Linked DNA regions of Sus scrofa: region 1 is linked to region 2. The links are chromatin contacts, called in public HiChIP or PLAC-seq maps. All regions are on one chromosome and are shown on one strand. Each heading gives the region's core, a stretch centred on a gene start, on an enhancer-like site or on the middle of the called end of the contact. The rest is flanking DNA. Distances are from core to core; before and after follow the strand shown. Region 1 has its middle 310 kb from the start of CLIC5. Region 2 overlaps RUNX2 (runt-related transcription factor 2).

Evidence for each region. HiChIP or PLAC-seq counts read pairs in DNA pulled down with a chosen protein or histone mark.
Region 1: an H3K27ac HiChIP or PLAC-seq map of alveolar macrophages shows a contact between it and region 2. The contact joins two enhancer-like sites. A contact is called at or near these places in 2 of 47 Hi-C or Micro-C datasets (embryonic fibroblasts and skeletal muscle) and 1 of 2 datasets of contacts at active chromatin or transcription factors (alveolar macrophages).

What each region holds. Positions count from the first base shown.
Region 1 is chr7:40,498,490-40,501,189 of Sscrofa11.1, forward strand. No RefSeq gene overlaps it. Among named protein-coding and RNA genes, the nearest start is that of CLIC5, 310 kb to the right of the region's middle. Within about 2 kb of position 1,287, at least 7 of the 83 cell types and tissues checked have an H3K27ac peak or open chromatin away from gene starts, as enhancers often do. A contact at or near this core is called in alveolar macrophages, where this site is marked.
Region 2 is chr7:40,279,334-40,282,033 of Sscrofa11.1, forward strand. The region is part of intron 5 of RUNX2 (runt-related transcription factor 2); the gene reads left to right. Among named protein-coding and RNA genes, the nearest start is that of SUPT3H, 120 kb to the left of the region's middle. Within about 2 kb of position 1,373, at least 12 of the 83 cell types and tissues checked have an H3K27ac peak or open chromatin away from gene starts, as enhancers often do. A contact at or near this core is called in alveolar macrophages, where this site is marked.

The DNA of each region.
Region 1 (2,700 bases), core at 37-2,536, 220 kb after region 2:
TAGTTTCTCTTTCAGTATAAACTCATTTCTAAGATTAATGACTGCATTTTGAAAGGAACAAATACCGGCAAAATCTTAGATTGGAAAATGGTCCCTAAGTATAATAAGACTGAGAGCTCTGTATCTCAGCTTGTACACACTATATATTTGAGTGTGTGCATATGTGCATTTATCATTCATTCATTCGTTTAACACATAATCGATTATCTCTTCTGTTGCTTTCACGATGCTAGGTACCATGTCATAGTGACCAGATTTGGTTTCCCAAGTCCACTGCTCCCACAAGAAACTCTAGACTTTTCAACTTGATTTCACAGAAACCAAAGGGCAGAACTGTGTTTTTTTCAGCTTCACGTGGTACTTTCATTGCTCCTTTAAAGTGTCAAGATTTAATTCGAAGTACCAGCAGCTCTTTAGTTTTAATTTTTATTTTTTTATTGAGGTATAGTTGATATCCAGTGTTTCAGGTGTACAGCAAAGTGATTCAGTTATACATATACATAGATATAAATAGAATGTCCTTTCTCATATTCTTTTCCATGATAGGTTATTACAAGATATTAAATGTGGTTTCCTGTGCTATCTGGTAGGCACTTGTTGTTACTTCTATTATATATAATAGTGTGTATCTCTTAATCCCCAATTCCACCCCCTTTTCCCTTTGGGGACCATAGATTGGTTTTCTAGGTCTGTGTATCTATTTCTAGTCTGAAAATAAGTTCATCAGCTCTTAAATTACATTATCTCGGAAGTTTCTACTCACATGCCAACTCTTTTGACATTCAAATTTCAACTCCCCCCCTTTTTCTCTTAAAACGATGAGCCCCAGGTAATTCATCTTGTGATGTTAGAGAGGATGACAGTGTGGGTCCGAGCTGATTAAAAAGCAGACCAAAAATATGCACGTGGCTCCATTAACACTTGTACTCCCAGGTCCACTGAGATCCATAACCCATAACCCATGTGCATCAATGGCTTCTGATCTTGGACATAAGACCTGAGGTGGCGGTCATGTTCGTCCCCCCTGTCCCATGACCTTATGCCTCTTATGCCAAATATTCCATCCTGAAGTCCCATCACCCCTGAAAACCATTGTCAGAATCATGATAATACAGTAAGTTTGCCAGGCAAATTGTGAAGTATGAGTCACAGTTCTATTGGTTCTGCATTTTTGAAAACTGCAAAATTTTGATCAAGATAGAAACTGAAATCTCTGAGTGTCACCTCCGGGGAGCCCTGACACGCTCACATCAGACTGTCCTTCTCACCCACCTCCCATAGCCCTAGTCACGCTATGCCTCTGCCACGAGTTACCCCCTGTTTGGTGCTCGGCCACTGGAAGACCTTCTGCCCCGGAGCCCTTCCAGTGGGTCTCACAGGCACTCACTCTGAGCCTGATCTCCGGCTTACCTGCCAGTCCTGGAGGGTGGTCTTGGAAGTACTGTGTTTCCCGTCTCCCTTTCCTCCCCCTGTTCAGACTCTGGGGTCCAGCCCTCCCTGGACTCAGCTCTGCCCTGGCTAAGATCCCTACCCTGAGGCTGGGATCTCCCCATCACCACTTGCTTAGACTTAGAATGGGTTTTTGAAAACCACTTATAGGAATCCACTGATATGTCGCTCCTTCCAAGAAGGCGGTGTTATCTTAAAGTGACCCTTGGTAGATAAACCTCACTGCAAAGGCTTTAGAATTGGGATTTTAAATTTGTTATTATTTATTTATTTATTTATTTATTTTTGGCCACCCCACAGCCACGGAGTTCCCGGGCCAGGGATCAGATCTGAGCCACCGTTGTGACCTAAGCTGTAGCTGCAGCTCTGTGCTGGGCCAGGGATCGAACCTGTGTCCCAGCGCCCCAACATGCTCCGATCCTGTTGCGCCACAGTGGGAGCTCCAGAATTGTGTTTCATGGAGTCCTTCCACGGATGTGCCTGAAGATCACCCCCTGGAGCCTGGAAATACTGCTGTCTTCCTGGGCTCTGACCGGGGCCACACCGCTTATATACCCCTTCTGCTCTGGGCCACCAAGCACGGTCAGAAATGGGTGGGCTCGGGAGCCTGACCATTCGATTTGAACTCCAGCTGCGTGACGTTGGGCAGGTCACTTAACTGATTGTGGCTCGGTTTTTTCATCTGGGAAATTGTAACCATAATAGTACCTGGTACCTGTCTTTAAAGGGCTGTTGTTGGACTCAATGAGTTAAAACATCTGGCACATAGCAAAGGCGATTGAGGAAGTTGCTGCTATGATTTTATATGGGGTGCCCTGCAAGATGGCACTTGAAGGAAGGTTTCCATTACTTTCCAAAAAAAATAAATAAATAAATAAAAGGAAAAACAAGCAAACAAAACCCCAAACTCCCGCTACCTTCAGTCAAAAAATGAACAAGTTATTGGAACTCTGCCACCCAGGGTAGGTTTCTTGGCGCCTCTGAAATCCTCCCTAAGTGTGGGGCTGAGCTGGCTCTGGGTTGGTGAGTAGACTGGCTCACACCCGGCATTCACATTCGGAGTGCTGACTTAGGGAGAGGGGTTAAGTGTCGTGTCTGGGCCGTTTATTCATTCTGTTACTCTATAAGGTGTTTTTTGTTTTGTTTTGTTTTTTTAAATAAGTTGTATTGAACTGATGCTATGAGGCTCCATGATGATGCATGCCAAGCAGGGGACGTTTGGCTTACAGGGGGACAAGGGGCCCTGTGACA
Region 2 (2,700 bases), core at 123-2,622:
AAAAGAATGCACTTTTCCAGTCTGGGCTGCTTTGAAAAAAAAAAAAAAAAGGTAAAACTTGCTATCTTCTGACTCCATGTAACACTGCTGTAGATTCCCTTTTATATAACAATAACTTGATCCTACTCAAAATACTTGGCACCTTTCGTGACAGAGTGGAATGTAAGAACACTTTAGCAGATCTGAAAGTGAGCAAATGCTGGTCGTGTTGGAATGAAGAGGCAGCAGGCTTTGCAGTTGTTGATTCAGAGGACGCGGAAGATAAGAATGCCAGGATTAACACAATAGACCCCCTTCATTACCTATGGCTGAACAACGCGATTATTAAGACGGCGGCACATTGTGCAGCAGCCTTAAGGAAGGGTGGCTGGATGGTCGATCAACGCTATTCTAGGCTGCTGATCCGTGAGAGACTGTTTTTGAGTTTAACTTGTAAACTGTTTTATTTTGGCATTTATATCGTGTTACCCTTGCCGTGGAGAGAGAGAGGAGGTTGTGTTTTATTTTTTTACGTTGTTCTCGGCATTTTTTCAGTTCCATACCCATCTGCATTTTATTAGGAGGGGGGGACTCGTTCAAAGACATCTCCTGTTTAATCATGTTTAAACAATCTGTTTAAGACCTGTTGTGTCGATATAAACACAATGGTCCTTTAATGTAGTAAAAACAGACTTCTGACAGACACAGCGCATAACAGACATCCATCCATTATTGCTTAAGCTGCTGTTCCTTCCATGCCTGACCTGAGAGGGTAACCACAGAGCTCAGCTGACAGCACTGGCTGCTCAGAAGACCCTGACGTCCCCCTTATTCATGTCTAAGGAGCAGAGAATTGCAGAGCTGCCGACAATTGGAGCGGCCTTAGACCAGATTAAAACTAAGTACCTTAAATCTGTCTTAATGGCCGTGTTTACATCTCCTTCTTCTTCATTCCTTTAAAAAAGTAATCAGGTTTCGCAAGCGTTAAGAAAACCACCTCTTCTTGCCAGCTGGACGAGGTCCAGTTTAAGCAAGAAATTCTCTGTGGTGCCCCCCCCAACCCCCAGCCTGCCCCCCCCCCGCCCTTTTTGTTCCTGTCTTTTTCTTTTTTCTTCTTCTGTGATCTTCACTGCCATTCAGCACAGCAAGACGAGGCTGCAGGAGCTGGCTGACTTTTTCCTAGGTTATTCCTTTTGAGCGTTTTCTTCCTGTTACGGCGACGGGAAAATTGAAAATGATGTTGCACGGCTGTTAGCAGCATATGTCAAGAGAGGAGCCTTTGCACTTTTTAATTGCTGCGATGGAGTGCTTCTTTTTCTCTGCCTCAGACACACACCCAGTGACACAGCACATGCACAAAGTCATCAGAAGGAAAGAGAAACAGAAAAGATCGCATATGCTCAGGAAACAGCCAGGATCCAGGAGTTGCGTGACAGTCTGAGGCTCGTTGTCACTAGGCTCTTTGAAGAATAATGCCATCCATGTTGAGCTGGATTATTGGCAAATCAACACGGATGCTTTTTTGTTCAACTACGGACACGACCATTTCCATTGCTTAAGATGTTACCATTAAGAAAAAAATTTACCTCGCTCAGTGGGGTCTCTCTAAAGGCTCGTAGCACAAAACTGCGGGGTGTGTGCGTGAGTCTCGTATCGTCAGAGATGGCAAAGGAAGTGTTTTCAGAACTAACACACTCAAGTTTGATGACATTTGGGGAGTAACGTGTCCACCTAGAGAAAGAGATCTTTTGTTCATTTCCCAGAAACTAAAGGGAGAGAGACAGATCCTCACAGCCCAGGGTGGTTGTGGATGTTGGGTTGTAATTAGTAGAACAAGATGTGTCGTGAGAAAAACAGAGTCAGAATGAATGGGCATCATGTGATAAAAATCTCTGAATTCGGCTTCTCTGCTTTTTTCTTATTTTTGTTCTTTCTGGGTCTCTTTTCCTCAGCAGCCCCCCCACCCCCACCCTGCCTTCTTTCCTAGTAGGACAGCCTGGTATGTAAAAAAAACGGGACGGAGGCAGGTCAGGCGCTGGCTTCCTGTGTCACAGCCGACTTTCGTGACTTCAGACAAGTCACTGGGGTTTTCTGGGGCATCAGTTCCTTTTCTCAAATAAAAACATGGTCTGGCGAGATCCCCATTCTCTCCCAGCTCTGAAAAATTGGAATTTATGTAATTTTTACTTTGAATGGGCGTAAAGATGGACAAAAGCAGCCCTTGGAAACAACGGGCAGACAAAGTCGAAGGTTATTAACAGGATTGGAAACTAGACAGCACCAGGGAATCTGGAGGTAAAGAGGCAGCGTAGATGAGAGACGTTTTAGGACAGAGGCCAGGGGCTGTGCTCGTCAGCCAGGTTCCCTGGTGGTTCTTTCTCCCCTGCCTGCAAAAATATCACATCTCCGCTTGTAGATTGCCATTTATGCTTTCATCTGGTCTTTCTTTACCCTTTTTTTTTTTTTTCCCCTCCTTGCCTCCCATGCATGTCTTTTTCCTTAAATGTTTCAAGGTTTTGGACTCCATTATTTCAAGAAAAGGGATTGTTCTCGAAGCAGATTTTTTTAGAGGTTATTCCGTGATGGGTGACTGATGCTGGCATAGCTCCATCGCCCTGTCCTTTCCTCCAGATACTTCATTCTGTGCTGGTCGTGATTGGCCACAACCTCAAATCTAAAAGTCCTAAAGGAACTCGCTTTTATAGCCATGCGAGTGGCTCC